2 separate regions of the Mus musculus genome follow, and region 1 is linked to region 2. A link is a contact called in public HiChIP or PLAC-seq data. All regions are on one chromosome and are shown on one strand. Each heading gives the region's core, a stretch centred on a gene start, on an enhancer-like site or on the middle of the called end of the contact. The rest is flanking DNA. Distances are from core to core; before and after follow the strand shown.

The links. HiChIP or PLAC-seq counts read pairs in DNA pulled down with a chosen protein or histone mark.
Region 1: an H3K27ac HiChIP or PLAC-seq map of VIP interneurons shows a contact between it and region 2, with 3 times the contacts expected there. The contact joins two enhancer-like sites. A contact is called at or near these places in 2 of 484 Hi-C or Micro-C datasets (both in nephron progenitors) and 3 of 115 datasets of contacts at active chromatin or transcription factors (VIP interneurons, differentiating embryonic stem cells and embryonic basal ganglia).

Annotation. Positions count from the first base shown.
Region 1 is chr14:66,719,173-66,723,433 of GRCm38.p6, forward strand. All of the region lies in intron 2 of Adra1a (adrenergic receptor, alpha 1a), which reads left to right. Among named protein-coding and RNA genes, the nearest start is that of Adra1a, 86 kb to the left of the region's middle. Within about 2 kb of position 1,414, at least 6 of the 459 cell types and tissues checked have an H3K27ac peak or open chromatin away from gene starts, as enhancers often do. A contact at or near this core is called in VIP interneurons, where this site is marked.
Region 2 is chr14:66,492,121-66,496,107 of GRCm38.p6, forward strand. No RefSeq gene overlaps it. Among named protein-coding and RNA genes, the nearest start is that of Gm41184, 21 kb to the left of the region's middle. RefSeq lists an enhancer at 621-3,987. Within about 2 kb of position 2,726, at least 127 of the 459 cell types and tissues checked have an H3K27ac peak or open chromatin away from gene starts, as enhancers often do. A contact at or near this core is called in VIP interneurons, where this site is marked.

The DNA.
Region 1 (4,261 bases), core at 164-2,663, 230 kb after region 2:
GTCTCTGTGGATCAATGAAAAGACAGCATAAGTCTGCCATGCCAAGAAGAAAGCCTGTGTATTAGAACCTCATAACTCATGCGCACAGGCATTGACTGGGCATGTGTATAGACTGAGCTCCACAGGCAGGACCCACGTGCCTGCCTCTGACCACCTCCTTTACAGTTCCCACCACACTGCCTGACTCTGAGAAGTATTTGTTAATAACTAATGGAGATAAAACAATAATAGAAGAGAGTATTGTATACAAATAAACACAGGGTCTTGATGAAGGGTCTCAAAATTACCAGATGCTATTTGATAAGTTTGGACTCTGTCTAATGAGCAACAAAAAGACAATGTGACCCATGTCATCAGGCAGATGCTCCTCATTTTGAACGAGAGAACTGGTACTCAGAGAATTGTTGGCTGGGGAGACAGGACTTTTGAAGAGCTCTGGTTTGGGCAACTTGGATGCATTTGGGGAAAATATTCTGGATCTGGAGGGCTGTCCTGGGATAAGCAGAGAAGGCTTCGAAGTGTACTTCATCTTCCATTTGTTGTCTTCTTGCCTTTCCTCATCTGAGAGTAATGGTCTGTCTCTGTCTCTGGGAGAATAGCTAATCATTCCATTCCAAACTGGGACCCAAGTTTGCCCTTCTATTCAGTTCATACATTATTCTCACTCACCATGTCTTCCCATAGACCCACCCTTTCTCATATGCTTACCATTTCTTAAAAGACCCAACATGCTGACTTTCTCAAAGAAGGGGCCACTTGTCTACGCTTAAGCAGACAATGAGAACCATGTAGTTTGTAGTTACAGTTAGATAGAAGAAGGAATAGGAGAGATCCTTCCAGAAAGGCCCTCAAGTCACATCTGCTGCTCCTACTTCAAAGTTGGGCAATGTCGTGGGATACAGGGTGAATGAGGTACAGCAGGCAAAGGATCAGCTTCTCCTCACTAGCTACCCAGGCTTAGCCATGTTGCCCACGAGCACAGAACACTGTAAGGTGCTAAACGGAACTGATGGCCTCTCCCCAAGAGGATGAAAATGGTAAATCCAATGGCTTGAATTGAAGTTCACAGGGAACCTGTATACCTGTCTTGAGTTGTGAGCTTGAGTTTCTGTATGGGCTAATCCAGGCAGCATTCTTAGTGATTCCTAGTCATCACTCCATGTGAAGACTCGGAAGAATTCTGGTAATTGAAAACTGTCCCAATGTGGCCTGGATGTGACCCCACGAAGAGCTCAGTCGGGTCACTATGACACAGCCAAACTAGGCACTCAACACAGGCCATCTGGTAGACCCCGGGAGACTAAGAAACTTGATTCTGTTCTTTCGCTATCATTCCTATGGCATTTCTCTGGGGTTTGGTTGGATGAGGCAATTTTCTCCTTTAAGGTGCCAACTGGTTTGGACTGAATGTGACTTGGCACTGGAGCTCCTTGGCATGGCAAACTGGCCAATTGTTTCCCCTCTATGCTCACTGGATATGTACCAGGCCTACTACTGAGACCACTGGTTGAACAATAATCAACGATTAAAAGTAATTTTCTCCCATGGTTGCATAACATCAAATTCTCCTTTAGAGTCTGTCTTTTTTTTAATCTAGATTCATTTAAACTCTAATTTTTCAAAATATGATAATAAGAATATTCTGAAAAGCTTTCTGAACAGTACATTTTAACTTTTTAAATGATGCAGGTATTAATTATACCAGGTCACTCTTCCTTCTTAAATGTGCCATACAATGGAAGCTGCTTGCACTACCGCTTAACACTGCCCGCACCATCGCTGGATTGCTAAATGGCACATGAAGATTGCTGGTGGGCAAGGGTAAAGTGAACTAAGATCTGAGTCTGGTCTTGACCCATTCACAGAAGAGGCATGCAAATTTGGGGTAACCACTGCCCTGTTCAGCTTAATTGTCTTGATCTCTACAGGGCAGAGGGAGGTTGCTGGTCACTAGAGTCCTGCCAATGCTTAAAGCCTAGAAGTTCTATGGCTGCACTTACCAGGAACTCACCACAAATCTAGAGTCTCTGAGAGCTGTCATCAGGACCTCAAGCTTTCAAATAGCTAATACAAAGCACACGTACTGGGAAGCTAAAAGCTTTCTGATTCCATACTTTCAATACTCAGTCCCCCTGATTCAGGAAGAAGCCATTGAGCTAGAAAAGAGAGCCCTCTAAATACCAAACCAGCACTGTCACCTCATAGCTGAAACACAACTGTAATAGCCAAGACTTTCAGTGTCTCCTTACCAACATGCCAACACACTGATGGAGCCCCAGGTCAAAAATGAGAAGCTGGGTGTTCCCAATGGTTAGGCTATTAAGTAAAAGACCAGGAGGCTTCATCGAAATTTTCCAGTGTCCGTTTCTCCTTGGGACCTAGAAGCTTCTACAATAGAAGTGAGGATTCTGAGAAGATTGTTTCTGTTGGCTTTCAGCCATGAGCACCTGTTCCACCTGCCTCGAGCCAGCTGGTTTTGAAGTGGTCACAGGGTTTCGGTTGAAAAAGAATCCAAAAACCTGCAGCAACTAATAGTGGATGGAAATTTAATTGTCTCAGACCAAGGAGATGGCACAGTAGGTAAAAAGCACTCATATCAGATCCTGGCAAACAAGCTCAGTCCCTGAATCCCACCTTTAGCCAGATGCGTGCAGTATAATAATCATAATCGTCTATAATCCTGGCACTCCTACAGTGAGATGGGAGGCAGAGACAAGATCCAAAATCAACTGGCTATCTGGCTTAAAATACATAGAACTGTACAGAACAAACAATAGATCATCATCATCATCATCATCATCATCATCATCATCCTGCCTCAACAAAGCAGAAGGAAAGAATCTACCACGGAAAGTATTTCCTCTGAGCTTCACAAACACATTGTGACACAGTCAGACAAATGCACACATAAAATACACATACACACACACACACACACACATGCCCCACTTTGAGAATGAATGAATAAATAAATAAATATTTTCTTGAAAGCTCCAAAGCATTGAAAAAAATTTCTAAAGCCCAAGAATTAAAATAGGCAAACTCACACGTGAAAGGTGACCTGACCTACAGGGCAAGATGTTCCAGGAACTAAGCTGATTGCTGTTGGATCCCTGGAGGCAAAGTCAGGACAGAGGTCACTGAGGGATGAATCACAGCTATGGGGACAAAAGAAGCACACGCTTCACACATAGGGGCTTCAGAAAACTTACTCTTCCTGGAAAGCATGACAAGAGATGTTGGGGTGTTTGACAGCAAATGGTACAGAATGGGAGAGACACAAGAGAGAAATGCCAACACAGAAGACAACCAAGGACCAGAAAGAAAGTGCATAGAAGACGGAAGACCATAGGAAGAAAGCTGGAGGAGAGAAGTGAGGGGCTACAATGGTTAGAAAAGAAAGCTGCATGCCACAGGGCAGCCACAAGCACAGGGAAAGCAAGGACACTTGGCCATTCAGTCAACTACAGTCTTCATCAACCAGGTCAACCATTCAACGGGAAGAGCGATGGCCTTACAAGTCACTGTGCTGGGTTCTAGAACTCTGTGAGTGAACAAAAGCAAGGCCCTGATCAAGTGGAATTCACACTGTACTACTGTGTGGGTCAGAGAACCATAGTTTGTATTCGTTCCTTTTCTGTCACTGTGACAGAATACCAGACAGAAGCAATTTAAAGAATGAAGCGTTTATTTCTAGCTCATGGTTTTAGGGGGTACAGTCTATGTCATGGTGGGTAAATCAGGATGGCAGGAATGTGAGGCCTCTCGTTACACTTGCATCCACTGCTAGGAAGCTGAGAAGGGTGGAGATTGGTGCTCTGTACCCTTTACCCTTCTTAACCAGCCCAAGACCACAACCCATGAAATGGTGCCACCCACATTATAAATCTCTCAGAGATGTGACCAGAGATTTCTCTTCTAGGTGATTCTAGGACCTGTCAGGCTGACAGTCAAATCAGCCATCACACATCCTTAGCACAACTGGTTCCACCCTGGTGCTCCCGATAGATGGAAACCTACATATAACCTTCTTCAGCTGTGCTCACACTTCCAAAAGCATCACCAGGAACCTGGGAGAGACGGATCTGAGAATAAAATTGAGTTTGGAAGGATGTTTGGGGAGTCCAAACAAGACTGAGTCTGCATGGGAAGGATTGGGCAAGGAAGGAGACAGTGAACTGAGGAACTTTGATGGGAACTAGCCTACATCCCAGTCCAAGCACTCTTCCTAAGACAGAAAGATGAAGTGAAGAAAGAGAGC
Region 2 (3,987 bases), core at 1,476-3,975:
TCTATCCCGAGGATGGGAGTCAGTATCCCTACATTGAGCCTCCAGTCCTGGGACCCCAAACCAATTCTCCTTCTTTCTCATTGAGAGTCCTTGGTTGTCTCTCAGTGTTGGAACTGTGTTTGGGAGGAAGAGCAGGGAGAGGCTGTCTTATACCAACTTATTAACATTGAAGTTGATTGATGCTTTCTGTTAAAGTCTCAAAACTGACTTCTGAAAACACTTCACAAATGGAGGGGGCTAGTTTCTGGGCCTCAGCACATAACTCCCAAATAATCATAGAAATGAACACAGTGTGTTGATGTGATTAATCCTCTGTCGGGCTTAGCACATGGGATGCTCTAGTGGCTACTACTGATGGGAGCAGAGAACTTGGGGATTGTACAGGGAAAAAACACGATTACCTCATAATTATGATTTATGAGATTTCTCTTCTGATGAATACAAGAGTAACCGTGCTAAATTTTAATACATACCTACATCTATCTTCTAAAAGCAATGAATTTAAAACAAAGGACAGAATTTAAGCAAAGTCATTCACACACACACACACACACACACACACACACACACACACACACACACACACACACAATCATTGTTAAAACCATTTACTCAGAGCCAGGGAGATGGCTTAGTGGGTTAAGGTGGTTGTAGCCAAGTCTAACCACCTGAGTTCATTCCCAGGGATTCACATGGTAGAAGGAAAAAACAGACTCCCACAGACTTTCTTCTGACATGCCCATGTGTTCTGTGGCATGGCTGAGACCCCAATTAAAGAGACTGAATAAGTTAGCTATTATTAAAAATGATAAATAAAATCACCTGTTTGCTCCAAATCAGTGGTGCTTTAGTGTGCTCGCTTCCCCTCTCCTCCTGCCTGGACTCTACAACTAGAGTTCATCACAGATGGCTCTGTGAGTTACTCCTGGATACAGGTCTCAGTAACAAAGCTTCTCTATTATTCTGTGCCTCTGGCCCTCACACTAGGGTCCCATTTATCAGCCTTCTCTCTATCTATTATGCATTTGTTTAGAAAAGTGATTCAACCTATGTTAACCTAATATATTAGCAATCTCTAACTACCTCCTTTGAATTGCTCCATGGTCCTTAAAGGTCCTTGTATGTCCGGGATGTAGAATTCTTTAATAAGTGACTTCCTTTTGCAGGGAAGTCTCATTATCTATACACACATGCACAGACATAGACATAGGCTTTTCAGTTGTGCTTGCTTTTATGGGTTTATAAATGTGAATTCTATTCTCGATATCCCTTGACTCAATTCCAACATGAATTTTATCAGTACATGTAAATCATATTGTGCACGACTATGGGGACATTTCGCTTGGACTCGTACCTGCATGCCTTTGTTCTGGTCCTTTCCTGATCCTGCCTTAAACACCTTAATTTTGCAGATGGGCAAACCAAAGTTAGCATTAGGACTTTATTATCCATTTCCTAAGGTCAAATAACTTCCCGTAATCTCGAGACCAGAATATAGATAGATTTCCTAACTCCAGGCTTTTTGCAGCAGACATTTAGTCTCTCAGTGACTAAAGGCCAGAGGCATGCTGGGAGAGAACATGGTGTGGAATACAAAGGGATCTATTTCATGCTGCGTCCAGAGGTGTCATCCATACCCAGGAAACACTTTTAATTACTCACCTGGCATTAATTTACTGATCTGTGTCTACTCGGTGACTAGACACTCCCTGGCCCATGCTGATTAAGTCTGGTGTGAATCAGATTGTCACATCACGCTTTATCAGCAGCTTGGAAAAGTAGCCTCCCCCACAGCAGTCCCTACACAAAGGCGATGAATTGATTTGGTCTCTAATTGCTGTGCACAGAATAACATTTCCTTACAGTTGGTTTGTTTGGGTTTTTTAAGATTAATTTTTAACTTTTGCAAACAAGTTAAAGTGTAAATGACACCATGGTCCCTGCTTCCCTATCATCTCCCCCATCTGACCATGTGACCCTTCCCTGCTTTGTCCTCTCTTAAATATATGGATACAACTTACTCAGTCTATTTAGTGTTGTCTGTTTGTGTATGATTTCTGGGCTGACCACTTGATAGTGGACAACCAAATAGGTGAAATGACACTTTATAAATTGCTGCACCTGAATAGTTGGTCCTTATGTGCCAACTATATTCGGAAGCTCGTACAAAACAGCAGGATAAATTCCTTAATAGGACTTAGTTCTTCACCCGCTTGTAGATTAAAGCAGAAAAATGTGGCCATACTTTATATTAACAATATAATTTTCTATGTTTATTCAACATGCCAAATTCCTCTTATTGTGAAAAATTGTCTATCCACAAAATTTTATAATAATTGAGCCTATTTGCCTGTCCCCCCTGATGATACTAATATTTTCTTTCCATGGTGTGTTAGGAAATACTCGCCTTAGGAAACAGCCTGATGCTTGTCACAGCTGCAGCCCCACTGATGCAGAAAATCTGGCATTTACAGAGAATGAGACTTGCTCTCTCTGGCTTTGTCTGCCCTTCTGCAATCGCCTTTGTTTAGTCTTTGTGTTTGGAGCCACTGAAAAGAGACAGCTTTCAGGAGCAAGTGAATAGGAATGAGGGCATACTCATGTGTGAATAAGATGGTGATGGCAAAGAAAATTGATTTTCCCCCTCCAGCTGAAGTCTGTGGGGGAGGTTGCTCTGCTTGTCACTGATAGCTGTATGAGTCACAGCCCGGGACCGCCCCCAGGCCAGACCAGCCCCTGCTGCGGTTACCATGGCACTTGGAGCTCCTATCATAAGCTTCACCATCAGAGCTCAGTACTGATAGCTCCCTGTGCTCTTTGTGCATTCGTGGATAGATGTATCAGAGATGAGAACTCGCTTCTACACCAGTGTCTAGCAAAGGGCTGACACACAGTGGGTACTTCAGGCGTTCAATGAAAGAGTGAATACCGTTTAAAATTAAGCTCATTTATAACTTCCATCTTTTGAAAGAAAAAAATTAAGATTTATTTTTATTTTTGAGGATTGTGTATTTGTGTGAATATATGTTCTCTCTCTCTCTCTCTCTCTCTCTCTCTCTCTCTCTCTCTCTCTCTCTGTGTGTGTGTGTGTGTGTGTGTGTGTGTGTGTGTTTGCCTACAAAGGCCAAGAGAGAGCATTAGATCCCCTAGGGCTAGAGTTACTTGTTGCTATGAGCCACAACAATATGGATACTAGAAACCTGAATTCTTCCTCTACAATTCAGTAAGTGCTTCTTTTAACTGCTGAGTCATCTCTCCAGCACACCAGTTTCCTTAACATGCAAGCAAGCAAATAAACAGTTTTACTGAAATATAGCGAACATACACAAGACCCACACATACTTGGTTACAGTTTGATGAGTTTGGGCATGTGTACACACCCACCCTATCACCATGGACTAGGTAATGAACATGCTGTCACATCCAAGAGTCTCCTGTGCATCTCCTTTAGGTTCAAAATATTTCAAAACATGAATTCCAGAACACCAAAGAAAAGTGAAAGCCAATCTCTGCTCTCTGACCCTTGACAGCTTTGTTTTCCCAAACTCGGTTTTCTTTCCACTTGCCTCTCTTCCATCCCATTCCCAACATCCTGCAAACCACACCTACCTGTAATGCATGGGATGGGGGGAGGGGAATAAAGAGAGAGAATAACAAAGTGGAAGCATGCAGAGGATACAATGACTGGGACAATCTCTCTTATCCTCCAAAATGTATAAGCAGGATCTCCACTGCAGTCCCATGACCAGGTGATGTTTATCTGGATGAGCTACAGTTGTAGAGAATGTGTGTGCCGCTTTTATGACATTTGCTTATCTCCAAGTGAACAAATAAACCCTGGTCCAAAGCCCATACCTGGGAAGTCACGGACCCTAGGATAGAGCTGACTGCTCTTATTTGGCTAAACGGCCATACTATCAAATTGCCTTCTAAATATTTATGCTTATACTCATAGACCCAGGCTGCTCTCAGCCGTAGTCAGAGAAG